Regions from separate parts of the Danio rerio genome. Here regions 1, 3 and 4 are each linked to region 2. Evidence: chromatin contacts called from public Hi-C, HiCAR-type and HiChIP or PLAC-seq data. All regions are on one chromosome and are shown on one strand. The core of a region is the stretch at or near the end of the contact, and the rest is flanking DNA. Distances in the headings are between cores, read along the strand shown.

Region 1 (2,902 bases), core at 209-2,708, 210 kb after region 2:
ATGCTAATAGAAAGAGTCAGTGAGTGCCTATAACTCTCACGAACCGTACAGTCAGTCAAGCTCAGTTCAATCCAGAAATCATTCTGTTAAGTCAGGTTATCTACAAATCAAAAGCTTCTCTTATTGTGTTGCAATCACACTGTGATTAGGAGGTTAACAAGATGTTAAATCAGCTCTCCAGCCTCCACAGTGTGAGTGTAGGCCTTAAACGTGTCTACCAGTCCAAACTCAAGAACAAGCTTGTTCAACCACACTGCTCTGAACAAAATACGTGCTGTGGGGAGTAAATAGACGACCCCGCTCTTCAAACCTCAAGTACCATTGACAATAAAGCGCTGCTCAAACTCACCTCCAGATTTGTCCGAGCTGTAGGATGTGAATGACGGACTGCAAGAGCCAGATACAGAGGGAACAGGACGCTGAGCGTGTCTTACTAGTCCGGGCTGCGGTAGCGCTGTTGCTGCTGTTGCTCGTGGTGTTGCTCTTGCTCGTCGTGGACGCCTGTCTTTGAGGCGTGGACGGGTGGGCTCCAACGTCTCCGTGCGAAGCGGAGCTGCTAAGGAGCTTCCCGTCCATGTGAGAGCAGCTCGCCGTTCCCCCGCCGCCTCCGGAGCTCTCCTCGGTGCTGAAATCATGGACGAACCATCGGAAACTGAAGACCTGCACCGAGAACGAGCCGAGCACCACGAAAAACAGCGTTAGCCCGAACCACCAGTAGTCGCGGCGGAGGTAATAGTCGACAGAAAGCCAAATATCAGTGCCCACATCCGCGAAATAAACCGTCACTGCGGCGAGGATCCACAGACAGTCCCAGACCGTGTATTTTTGCTGCTCCCTGCCAAGGCGGAGACATGTCGAATTTGAGCCACAGCACCGAGACTCCCCGTTGACGAAGTCCGCCTCTCCGGTTCCAGAATCCGGCTGCGATCCCGGAGCGAGCCCTTGAACCGAACCTGAGTGATCCGAATTCTGCAAAGGCGTGAATGCTACATCGCTCTTCTTCATCTTTAGCACCCCGTCGGATTTTGCGGCCATTGTAGCAGCTTTGTCTTCCCACCGTTTTCGCGTCTTCTCCTCGGCTTCTCTCTATTCCAGGCGAAGAGACACTGGGCTGGGCGACCTCCTCTTCCGCCAGCTACAGCGCCGCCTGCTCATAACAAAGCAACACTTCCTTTCGGTAGCGGGTACGAACCATATGCTCTCCCATGGCTCCTACTTAAAACTATGACATCATTGCTTTGCAACTCTTCTTCAGGCGCACGTCGCGGTCTTCGATATCCAGCTCTTGCAGCGCAGCCTTTGGCCAACTCCACGGCTGTGCAGATAATATAGTCTACGGCAGCGCTATATTAAAGATGTGCCCGCTCGGTTGCTATGGCATTTGTAAACGTGCGTTCCACCCTACATTGAACACACATGTCTACGCCGGACGCAGGCGGCCAGTCAAAAGTAAACAGCTCCTATAATAAATATTAGAACTCGCTCGTGGCTGTATTCTTTTATTTCTCACACACTGCACTGCACACCTACTGTAGCCACTTTATTATTTCCAGACCATCTGAAACCAAAAAATTAAATTAAATTAATAAATAAAAAACGTAAAAAATTCTGGTCAGCTATTTGAAAACGTTTATCACATATAGAAAAACAATTGGCTTACGAATATAAAGTCTAAATACTAACTAATATTAATAGATAATAACTAATAGATATCTTTAATTTACAGTCGAATATATTTAAGTAATAGCCCACACAAGGGGTAATACAGCTTTAAATAAAATAATAATAATAATATATATATATATATATATATATATATATATATATATATATATATATATATATATATATATATATATATATATGTGTGTGTGTGTGTGTGTGTGTGTGTGTGTGTGTGTGTGTGTGTGTGTGTGACTGTATATGATTTGAGTAAATGAATATTAATAATCTAATAATCATCATGTATACAATTTTTAAAAACATATAGGCTATAGCGATAGCTCTGAAATAAGGCGATCACAGCTGATTGGTCCGTGTTAACGAACATTCTATGATGACGTGCTGCTTCGAAGTCTCCACAGAACACAGATTCGAACGCTTGCAATAATATCGTTCATGTTCTGCAAAATAAGTACTGTCACAATTTAATGTGAAAATTAAAAAATTAAATAAAATTACCATCAACAGAAACAAAAGATTCCAACAAAACTATATGAAGGCAAACCAAATTTTAGCACGTATGCTGGATAATAAGCAGCAATTATGTTCCAACAGCGTTCTTGTCTCGGTCTCACGGTGTTTAAAAGGTTCAGCACCATGGAAAGCTCATCTTCTCAGTTCATTACTATGGCTCAATGTGCACACTGTATGCAGAAGTTGTATGGCAAGCCAATTAAACTTTAAATTATTCCTACAATTATGGCAAGCCATTTGAATTTTAATCGTTATGACTGATGATTATGCACTAGAGATGCTCGGATCAGCTGAAATATCACCCAAATCCGTGGGTTCACACTATTTATCCACTATTTATCCACCTTCCCGCACATATAATTTTATATAAACATTCATCACATATAGGCAAACAAAGTCTAAATACTAACTAATTCTAATAGATAATAACTAATATATATCTTTAATTATTGAGTCATATATATATATATATATATATATATATATATATATATATATATATATATATATATATATATATATATATAAATTTAATAATTTAATTATTTTTAGGCATGATGATAGGTTACAGTGGATTGTTCGTTATTACCAGTAGATTCAGTGAGCTAATCTGCGCATTTCTGATAGTACAATAATACACTAATTGTAAATTTTACATTTGTTCATAAAAACAAAAGTTTGTCTTTAGACAATAGTTTCTTAATTT
Region 2 (3,013 bases), core at 243-2,742:
TTAAGTCATACAAAACCATACACATTAATAATTAAAACATTTCTTCAGCAAGGATTCGTTAGGTGAGCTAAAGTGATGTCAGATATAGATTTTTTTCATTCAGTAATCCTGAAAAAATAAATATTGCACAAAAAGTACAACCATTTTCAACTGCGATAGAAATGTAGTCATGAAAACAATGAAAATTGACAATGACAATGAAAATTGACAATGAAAAGCAATATTCATATATAAACACTGCGACATGAAATAAATGATTCTTTTCTATTGCGACTCAATTGAAGACATAATTTCAGTTATTTTTACTTTATTTGTGCCTTTATTAAGACAAATTGGATGTACAACAACATGAAATTTCTATAGTCTCTTACCAAATAAAATATGCAGCTAAATAATTATAAAAACTATTTATACCATTTAAAAGATGCTGGGCTATCTGTAAGTAACAATGATTATTCAGTAATACGAACACCTTTATGCTAGTTTTACAGTTTATTGTGATTTAATATTCCTAAATAACTTATTCCTAACAGCTTTTGAATGGTAATGCATGTGATGTATATTGGAACGTACATGATAAGTACCATAAAACAGAATTACACTAACTACCACATAATGATGACAATAGAGTTTGAGTTCAGTAAGTATTTACAGTATGATAATGATACCCTTTATTAATGGTTATTTTAAATTGGCCAACAGTTTGAAAATAATGCATTTAATCCCCCTCTATGATTCATATATTAGTCCTCTGAGAGAGTTTTATTTATCGTATTTACTTATTTGTATTTTTGTTTAATAATAATAATAACAATAATAAATAGTATTATTATTATTATTATTATTGTTGTTATTATTAGTAGTATAGTAACACACACACACACACACACACACACACACACACACACACACACACACATATATATATATATATATATATATATATATATATATATATATATATATATATATATATATATATAATACTATATTACTATTTACTGTGTTTACTATTTTTAACTATACATGTATGTTTTATTAATGTAAACTTTATAAATGCTTTGGCAATGCATTTGTAACATTTGTCATGCCAATAAACCAATTATTGAATTGAGAGAGAGAGAGTTTAAGACATTTAAGCTTTAAGTTAGAACTTGTACAATTACGTTTAACGGAAATGTACACAAATGTTTTCAAAACAAACGACAGGGGTTAAAGTTAGGGAAGTACTTAAATAACATGCTAACAGCAGAGATATTGCCTGCACAAACAATCATTTGCTTGTATTATATCACGGACGTCATCCATATTAGAGAGTCTGTAACTTGAATAACGTGTTGTTTTATATCAATAAGCGCTGGCCTTTATATTTTAAAATCACCAAACACAACTGTCAACACTCATTCATTGATTAATCAATAACTTACAGAATGAAACTGTCCTTATCCATCATGACCGGCTTCACAGGAGAGCTTGAATGGGATTCAGCAAACTTGTCAAGCTGTTTTATTCTGCCTGACTCTGTGTTGTAACAGTATAACGTCACGCCTCCAAACTGAAGGGCGCGGCCATCTTGAAATGATCACATGACCGAACTAGAAGAGAAAGCGACTTAAAGGAACAGTTCGCCAACAAACTAACAAGCAAATAAATGAAACAGAATAAAATAAAACGCTTTTTATTGACTCGCCCTCTCAGGACCATGTTTAGAAGTGAATTTCAAAGCAACATTAAAAGAAGACTTCAGCTGGAAGAACTATGCACGTGGTAGTTAATAAATGTCAAAAAGTAGCATATCATCATTATGAGAGTCAGAAAACAAAGGCAAGTTTGGTTTTTCCTTTTTTCAGATTGGATTGACGCTAGGGTGACACAGTAGCTCAGTGGTTAGCACTGTCAGCTCACAGCAATAAGATCGCTGGTTCAAGTCCCAGCTGGGTCAGTTGGCATTTCTGTATAGCTTTTGCATGTTCGCATGGGTTTCCTCCTAGTGCTCCGGTGTTCCCCACAGTCCAAAGACATGTGCTATAGGTGAATTAAACTAAATTGTTCAGAGCGAATGTGTGTGAATGTTGTGTATGGATGTTTCCTACTACTGGGTTGCAGCTGGAAGGGCATCCGGCGTGTAAAACATGCTGGATAAGTAAGCGGTTCATTCCGCTGTGGCAACCCCTGATGAATAAAGGGATTAAGCTGAAGGAAAATGAAAAAATGAATTGACCCTTTTAGGCGAATATGAATTCTCCCATCAGGTAGACCTAATTTCTTTTTGGATGGCAACATCCCTACATAAAATGAACAATGGTTTTATCTTGAACGTTTTATGGCGTATTGATGATCATGTGTATAACCTTGTGTTTACAATATGCTTAAACTGCAATTTGTATTGCAAAACTTTTAGCAATGTTTAGCAATTTGTGGTTAACATAATAGGAGAATAACCGGCTTTTATTGGATTTATCAGTAGTAAAATCATGGTTCATTTTCGCTTGAAGTGTTAGTATTGGTAGCACTTTATTTGAGTCCTGTTATGCACTGTATGCACACATGCGTAATGTAGTGCACAGTATCATGCAAATTAACTTTAACCCACAGCCAAATAAAACCCAGTATTTTCTGTTGAGGTAAAGTTGATTTAATAGTCAGTCACACATTCAGACTTTCTCCTTAATATTATCATTTCAGAAAAGTAATATTTGCAAATTCTAAATTGTGGAATCATAGACAGGGTGGCTCAGTGATTAGCACTGTCGCTTCACAGTAAGAAGGTTGCTGGTTCGAGTCCCAGCTGAGTCAGTTAGCATTTCTGTGTCGAGTCCCCCACAACCCAAAGTCATGAAGTATAGGAGTATTGCGGTTGGAAGAGCATCCACTGGGTAAAACATATGCTGGATAAGTTGGCGGTTCATTTTACTGTGGTGACCCCTGATTAATAAAGGGACTAAGCTGAAGGAAAATGAATCAATAAATAGTGGAATCATATTAGCAGCACATCAAGTACAACATTGTTCAC
Region 3 (3,165 bases), core at 173-2,672, 170 kb before region 2:
TTTGGGCCAATGACATGACCACATTAAAATGGTCTATAAACTGACACATTCAAATGTATCAGTCAGCTTGGGGATGGAATAGCTTGTAAATAAAACATGAGTTTAAGTGAACCTGATCTTCATTCACACTGATACTAAGCCACGTAGAAATAGAGTATGACCTACCTTTATTTTTATTAGTATACAGTTTTTCAATGTATACAAAAGCCTGCAGTAAAGCTACAAAAAGATGAGGGATTTACTGAGAATAATATACAATATAGCTTCTTTAAAACATAAAAGGTTAGTGTTTCTTTAGTTAAATATAACTTGATTTAAAGCACAAAAAGTAGGCCTATATATATATATATATATATATATATATATATATATATATATATATATATATATATATATATATATATATATATATATATATATATATAATGCTCAAAATAGCAGTTGATTGTGATAAAGTTATCCAGGGGATTTTGGTAATCAGTCTAAACCCCTTAACTCGCCATTGAGCCACTGATGCTGAACGAGAGCTCTGTGTCGTAATTCCATCATGTTCTTTCTCTGGTGGAATAGAAATAGTGAATTGTTTTCTCTTTTTTTTTATATTTCCCAAACTATGTTTAACAAAGCAAGAAAGGTTTTACAGTATTTCCTATAATATTTTTTTCTTCTGAGGAAAGTCTTATTTAAAAAAAAACATTTTAACGTCAAAATTATTAGCCCCTTTAAGCTGTATTTTTCTGATAGTCTACAGAACCAACCATCGTTATACAAAAACTTGCCTCATTACCCTAACCTGCCTAGTTGACTTAATTAACCTAGATAAGCCGTTAAATGTCACTTTGAGCTGAATAGAAGTGTCTTGAAAAATATCTAGTAAAATATTATTTACTGTCATCATGGCAAAGATAAAATAAATGAGTTATTAAAGATGAGTTAATAAAACTATTATGTTTAAAAATGTGTTAAAGAAAACTCTCAGACATTGGGGGGATAAAATAAAGAGGAGGCTAATAATTCTGACTTCATCTCTCTCTCTCTCTCTCTCTCTCTCTCTCTCTCTCTCTCTCTCTCTCTCTCTCTCTCTCTCTCTCTCTCTCTCTCTCTCTCTCTCTCTCTCTCTCTCTCTCTCTCTCTCTCTCTCTCTCTCTCTGTGTGTGTGTGTGTGTGTGTGTGTGTGTGTGTGTGTGTGTGTGTGTGTGTGTGTGTGTGTGTGTGTGTATATATATATATATATATGTATATGTATGTATATATATATATATATATATATATATATATATATATATATATATATATATATATATATATATATATATATATATATGTATATATAAAACGCTCAAAATAGCAGTTGATTGTGATAAAGTTATCCAGGGGATTTTGGTAATCCGTCTAAACCCTTTAACTCACCATTGAGCCACTGATGCTGAACGAGAGCTCTGTGTCGTGATTCTATCATGTTCTTTCTCTGGTGGAATAGAAATAGCGATCATAATTGACATTTTATCACAGTTAGTCTTTAAAGATACAGTACAACCTTCAACGAACTCTTGTGCTGTGTCTAAAATCAACCGATAGATGGCGCTGCGGTGCGTTGCTCTGTGAACATCAAACGCAATGGTAAGTCAAGTCCAAAATATTTACAGATATTAATAGATAAAAATACGACACGAGAGGTTATTCTGTATGGGTTGGTTTCGTTTGTCTTGCTTCTTTCCTATTTCCTTTTTACAATGTACCCATACCTAAACACCTGTTTCATTTTCATTATTAATTGCTCAGGTGTCTGTATCACCGTCGACATGGCAAAAGCTTCAGATACTTTACGAGAGGATCTTAGAAAACGGAGGTCTGAATTGCTTTCTTCACACCTAGTAGGCCTATAACATGCATATGCTTATATGTAGATTACTGGTTTAGATTCACTGATTATTATCTTTGACAAATTGGTCCTCACTGGATGTTTTATAAATGGCTTTCTGTTAGAGTAGTTTGACGAGCTGATGAAGTAGAGTTGGTTTATTTCCACAGACAAGAGGACAGATGGATGGCTGCTGGTTTATTCTCCGCTGCCTGTCGGCGGAATCTTCCTCTGTTATCTTGTCATGGTATGGTTTGGACCCAAATTGATGGTTCACAGAGAACCAGTCAACATCCAAGCTCTACTTATTATTTACAATTTTTCCATGGTGTGCCTTTCTGCTTATATGTTTTATGAGGTATGGACCATAGACAAATAAAAACATTCATTCATTCATTCATTCATTCATTCATTCATTCATGTTTTGCTTTCAGTTCACAGCCTCCTCTTGGTTGGCAAGTTACAGTTTGCTCTGTCAGCCTGTGGACTACACTGAAAACCCTCTGCCAATGCGGGTGAGCAAGTTAACTTTGTATTGATTTTTTATTTATTTTTTTTGTACAATTATTAAATGATGTTAATATTTTTATTGATTTATGATTCACAATAAGTGGAACAAAACAAGCTGAAAAAATAAGGACAAATATAATGTTTTTATTTTGCATGTGATCTGATCTAACCTCTCATATTGTCTCTTTAAAGAACATGCATCCATCACTTATTTTCAACACCATCATACACATTAAACATCAATCAAGATGTTTTTAACATTTTCAAATACATTCTCATTTGAGCTGCACAATATATCCTTTCAGCATTGATATCGCAATGTGTGCATCCGCACTAGTCACATTGCAAGATATGCAATGTTGAGTTTGTGTGTATATATATATATACATATATATATATAGATGGCCAGAAACCACAAGTCCAAACTCATAAGATATGTAGAGACACTGCATTTTGAACCATAATGAAGTAAAAGTTTATCATCTGCATGTGTTTTTAGGGCCTGTGACTATGTTAGCATTTAAAGAGAGTTTAAAGCATTTTAATAGTGCATAAGAGTTTAACAAAAATAAAATAGATTGATTATTCATATGATTATTTACCTGAATACTGTTACTCTCTCCAATAAACCATAACCCCCAGTTTATTTCACTTTAATATTCACTTTATTGTGTTTATTTATGACTGTAGTTTGTTTATTATATGTATATTATAAATTACATAGAAATATATATTTTTATTTCACTCCCATAGTCTAAAGTAATGACTTTGCAAATAGAGCGATATAAGTCATC
Region 4 (2,925 bases), core at 191-2,690, 190 kb before region 2:
GAAGTCAAATCCATGTTGCACAAGGAACTGCACTGACTGCGGTTCAATGATGTATTCCTCCGAGCAAAGCAAGGTAAGATTGTAAACCTGGACCAGGTAAGTGGTCTCGGCCTAGAAGTATGACACAAACAAGAAGAATTAGTCTAATGTCCGCTTATATTCAGAAGAAAACAGACTGTCAAGTAGACACCCTTACTTTGTTTTCAAGCTCCTTATAACAGGCAAACCCCAAAGACAGTACAGATCGGGTGCGGGCAGCATGGCATATGGCATTGTACCTGTCTTCAATCGACCTTTAAAGGGAAAAAATGTCTATTTGAGACAAAGTAATGCAAATGTAATGAATAATTTGAAGGGAACACATTTTTGCTGCATTAATTACTACATTTTAAAAAGTAAATATGTAGGGAGAACACTGTTCTGTCTTATTTCCCAGAACAGATTTCTGCTGTACATCAAGACATTTCCGCATTTACATGGGAAACACACTATAGTACAACTATTGCGATAACTAAAAAAATGAAACAAAGGAAAATGAAGTTCTTGATTAAAATAAGAAATATCTACAAATTTGAACTGAACTGTTATCTAATGACAGATATCCTTGTTTCATGCATCAGTACAATTTTAGGAAAACAAAACCCAAGTTCTTCATTTTACACCTCTAATAAATGTTCTTTTAAATATGTTAAGATAGTTTATTGCACAAAAAATACTGAGGAAACTATTATTTTATGCAACGTTTAATTCTATTTACAAATGTTAGATCCAAAGACATAAACGAGGCCTTAAAAAATAAAAAAGGCCAGAAAAACTTTGTCTTTTAGTTTTAGTTTTTTTAATCACACAACTTACTCAGCTAGAAGAGCTTTCCTTGAACCAAGACCACTCAGTTCCTAAAAAAAAAAAAGACATATAACATTAAATTGATCACATTGCTTTGTGACAGTATTTATCTTTCGGTTGAGTTTCTGAAGGAATAGTGTTGTTTTTCTCACCGTATCAATGGCGATGAATGAAGACGTTTTAATGGCTATCACCATCGCCGCCCACAACTCCTTAAAATTGTTTCCCTGCACATCAATCACTGGGATTATCATTGAGGACGACATTATTTCTGTGGACAAACTAACCGAAAGCACGCATTTGCTGAACGGAGATTTTATTTTTTTTATTGTTATGTCACAAATGTGGGTCTACGTCACCAATATTATTTAAAACAAAAAGAGGATCCTGTCAATGCAGATAGTGTAGGCTTTTCGAAAACATCATTTCTGAGAGCAAATACAACCATAACCGAAAATAAGTCAACTAACGTAACATGTCCAAACTCTCTACTTCGCGCGTTTTACACTCTGTTCATTTATTTACTACTTTAAATGTCTAGTGTGTTTGTTCAATGCACCCCTCACACTTCTGCCCATCGCCTGTGAAACGTGAGTGTGTGTGTGTGTGTGTTTTCTTTCCGGTTAGAGGTTCTTCTACGTTTAATGGCAGTTTTCATAACGTTTGTTATCGCCACCCACTGGAATGGAGTATAATGAATAACGTTTGGAGACAAAAATACTGTAAATTGGTTTAGCTTTTAATACAAAAACACAACGCAAATATAATAGTTTTAGTTATAAAAATAATTAACGGCAATACTACTTCAATCTGACCTGTTACACATAGCTTATGTGACATCTAAAACTAAAAGTTTAATGTTAACAGCTGTAACGTTAGTAATAATATTTTTATATTAACTTTTGCTCTTTGAACCGTTTTTATCTTTTGTTTACGAAACTCAAACCTTATCTGATCACAAATAAATTACATTCATCTATTTTAAATAGCACAAGTAACATTATCTTTGTAATACTTATGCGAATACCTTTAAAATATGAAATGAAAATAAACGTTTATGCACATTTTACGTTGTTTATTGACAGTAATTATAATCGTTTTTTTCTTTATCTTAATTGACGTTACTTCCTAAATACAATAACAAATAGTAACGGTGGTGGAATTGTAAAACCAATTTTAAACGGTTGTTTTTCGTCGAAGGAAATTATACATGCCGTAACGTAGCCATTTCCACACAGGCAAAGATAGAGTCCTCTATCACGTAATACGTCATCACGTCTCTTGCCGAAGTTATCGGCGCCATTTTGGCTCAAACAAACTCTGCATTTCACTTACTAGTAAAACATATTCGTCTTCCAGATTCGCATTTTTAACTAAATCAATTAAAGAGACCGCCCGTAAACTCGTTGTTTACGTCTGCTAAAACTACTGCTGTCTGTTGTTCTAAAGTCTAAAGGGTTTTTAATAATACACCTGCTAAGTCCTCTGCTAGCAGACCGCTACTTATAATCGTTGTTTCGCACAGATGTGAAGTTAAATACTTGGCGAATGTAAATAAAAATGGGTGGATGCTCCGCTCCTAACTGCTCGAACTCTACAACTATTGGAAAGCAGCTTTTTCGCTTTCCGAAAGACCCGGTGCGCATGAGAAAGTGGCTCGTAAACTGTCGGCGTGATTTTGTACCGACTCCCTGCTCCAGACTCTGCCAGGCAAGTGAAACGCGTGCGCATTTAACACTCTGCACAAGAAAACAAATGTGCCTTCAGACATCCTCTTTTGTAATCGTATAAATTAGTCACAGAGTTTCATTTCCATGACTTGCAGGACCACTTTGAGGAAAGCCAGTTTGAGGAGATCGCCAGATCACCAGCAGGGGGAAGGAAACTCAAACCCAACGCAATCCCGACGCTGTTCAATGTGCCAGACCCTCCCTCTCCTGTCACCCCTCAAGCAGTGTTACCTGTCAAAAATGAGCCAGGTAAATTGATCAATGCTGAGCCTCTAAGAGGACATATGAGATTAAAGGTAATATTATAGTTTGGTCACAGAGGTATAAGGTTTCTTTTAAAATATGTATG

Evidence for each region. Hi-C and Micro-C count contacts between places; a contact is called where the count stands out from the background. HiCAR-type assays count read pairs that join an accessible place to other places. HiChIP or PLAC-seq counts read pairs in DNA pulled down with a chosen protein or histone mark.
Region 1: a contact with region 2 is called in a Hi-C map of hematopoietic stem cells, with 1.8 times the contacts expected there. The contact joins the promoter of xkr4 here to the promoter of urod in region 2. A contact is called at or near these places in 2 of 18 Hi-C or Micro-C datasets (hematopoietic stem cells and an unstated tissue).
Region 3: a contact with region 2 is called in a HiCAR-type map of caudal fin, with 4 times the contacts expected there. The contact joins the promoter of elovl8a here to the promoter of urod in region 2. A contact is called at or near these places in 5 of 18 Hi-C or Micro-C datasets (caudal fin, embryo, fibroblasts and 1 more) and 1 of 4 datasets of contacts at active chromatin or transcription factors (caudal fin).
Region 4: a contact with region 2 is called in an H3K4me3 HiChIP or PLAC-seq map of gastrula embryo, with 4 times the contacts expected there. The contact joins the promoter of toe1 here to the promoter of urod in region 2. A contact is called at or near these places in 4 of 18 Hi-C or Micro-C datasets (caudal fin, embryo and hematopoietic stem cells) and 2 of 4 datasets of contacts at active chromatin or transcription factors (caudal fin and gastrula embryo).

The regions. Positions count from the first base shown.
Region 1 is chr2:31,126,412-31,129,313 of GRCz12tu, forward strand. xkr4 (XK related 4) reads right to left here and starts at 1,459. Exons shown (of 3, transcript NM_001012258.2): 1 at 350-1,459. The coding sequence starts at 1,035.
Region 2 is chr2:30,914,581-30,917,593 of GRCz12tu, forward strand. It overlaps urod (uroporphyrinogen decarboxylase), which reads right to left and starts at 1,493. Exons shown (of 10, transcript NM_131347.1): 1 at 1,428-1,493. The coding sequence starts at 1,453.
Region 3 is chr2:30,741,901-30,745,065 of GRCz12tu, forward strand. elovl8a (ELOVL fatty acid elongase 8a) reads left to right here and starts at 1,423. Exons shown (of 8, transcript NM_001076593.1): 1 at 1,423-1,620; 2 at 1,783-1,849; 3 at 2,032-2,219; 4 at 2,296-2,376. The coding sequence starts at 1,618.
Region 4 is chr2:30,724,420-30,727,344 of GRCz12tu, forward strand. It overlaps toe1 (target of EGR1, exonuclease), which reads right to left and starts at 1,441. Exons shown (of 7, transcript NM_001256682.1): 1 at 999-1,441; 2 at 856-896; 3 at 197-293; 4 at 1-111. The coding sequence starts at 1,112. It overlaps si:ch73-382f3.1, which reads left to right and starts at 2,121. Exons shown (of 4, transcript NM_001256683.1): 1 at 2,121-2,556; 2 at 2,672-2,825. The coding sequence starts at 2,407.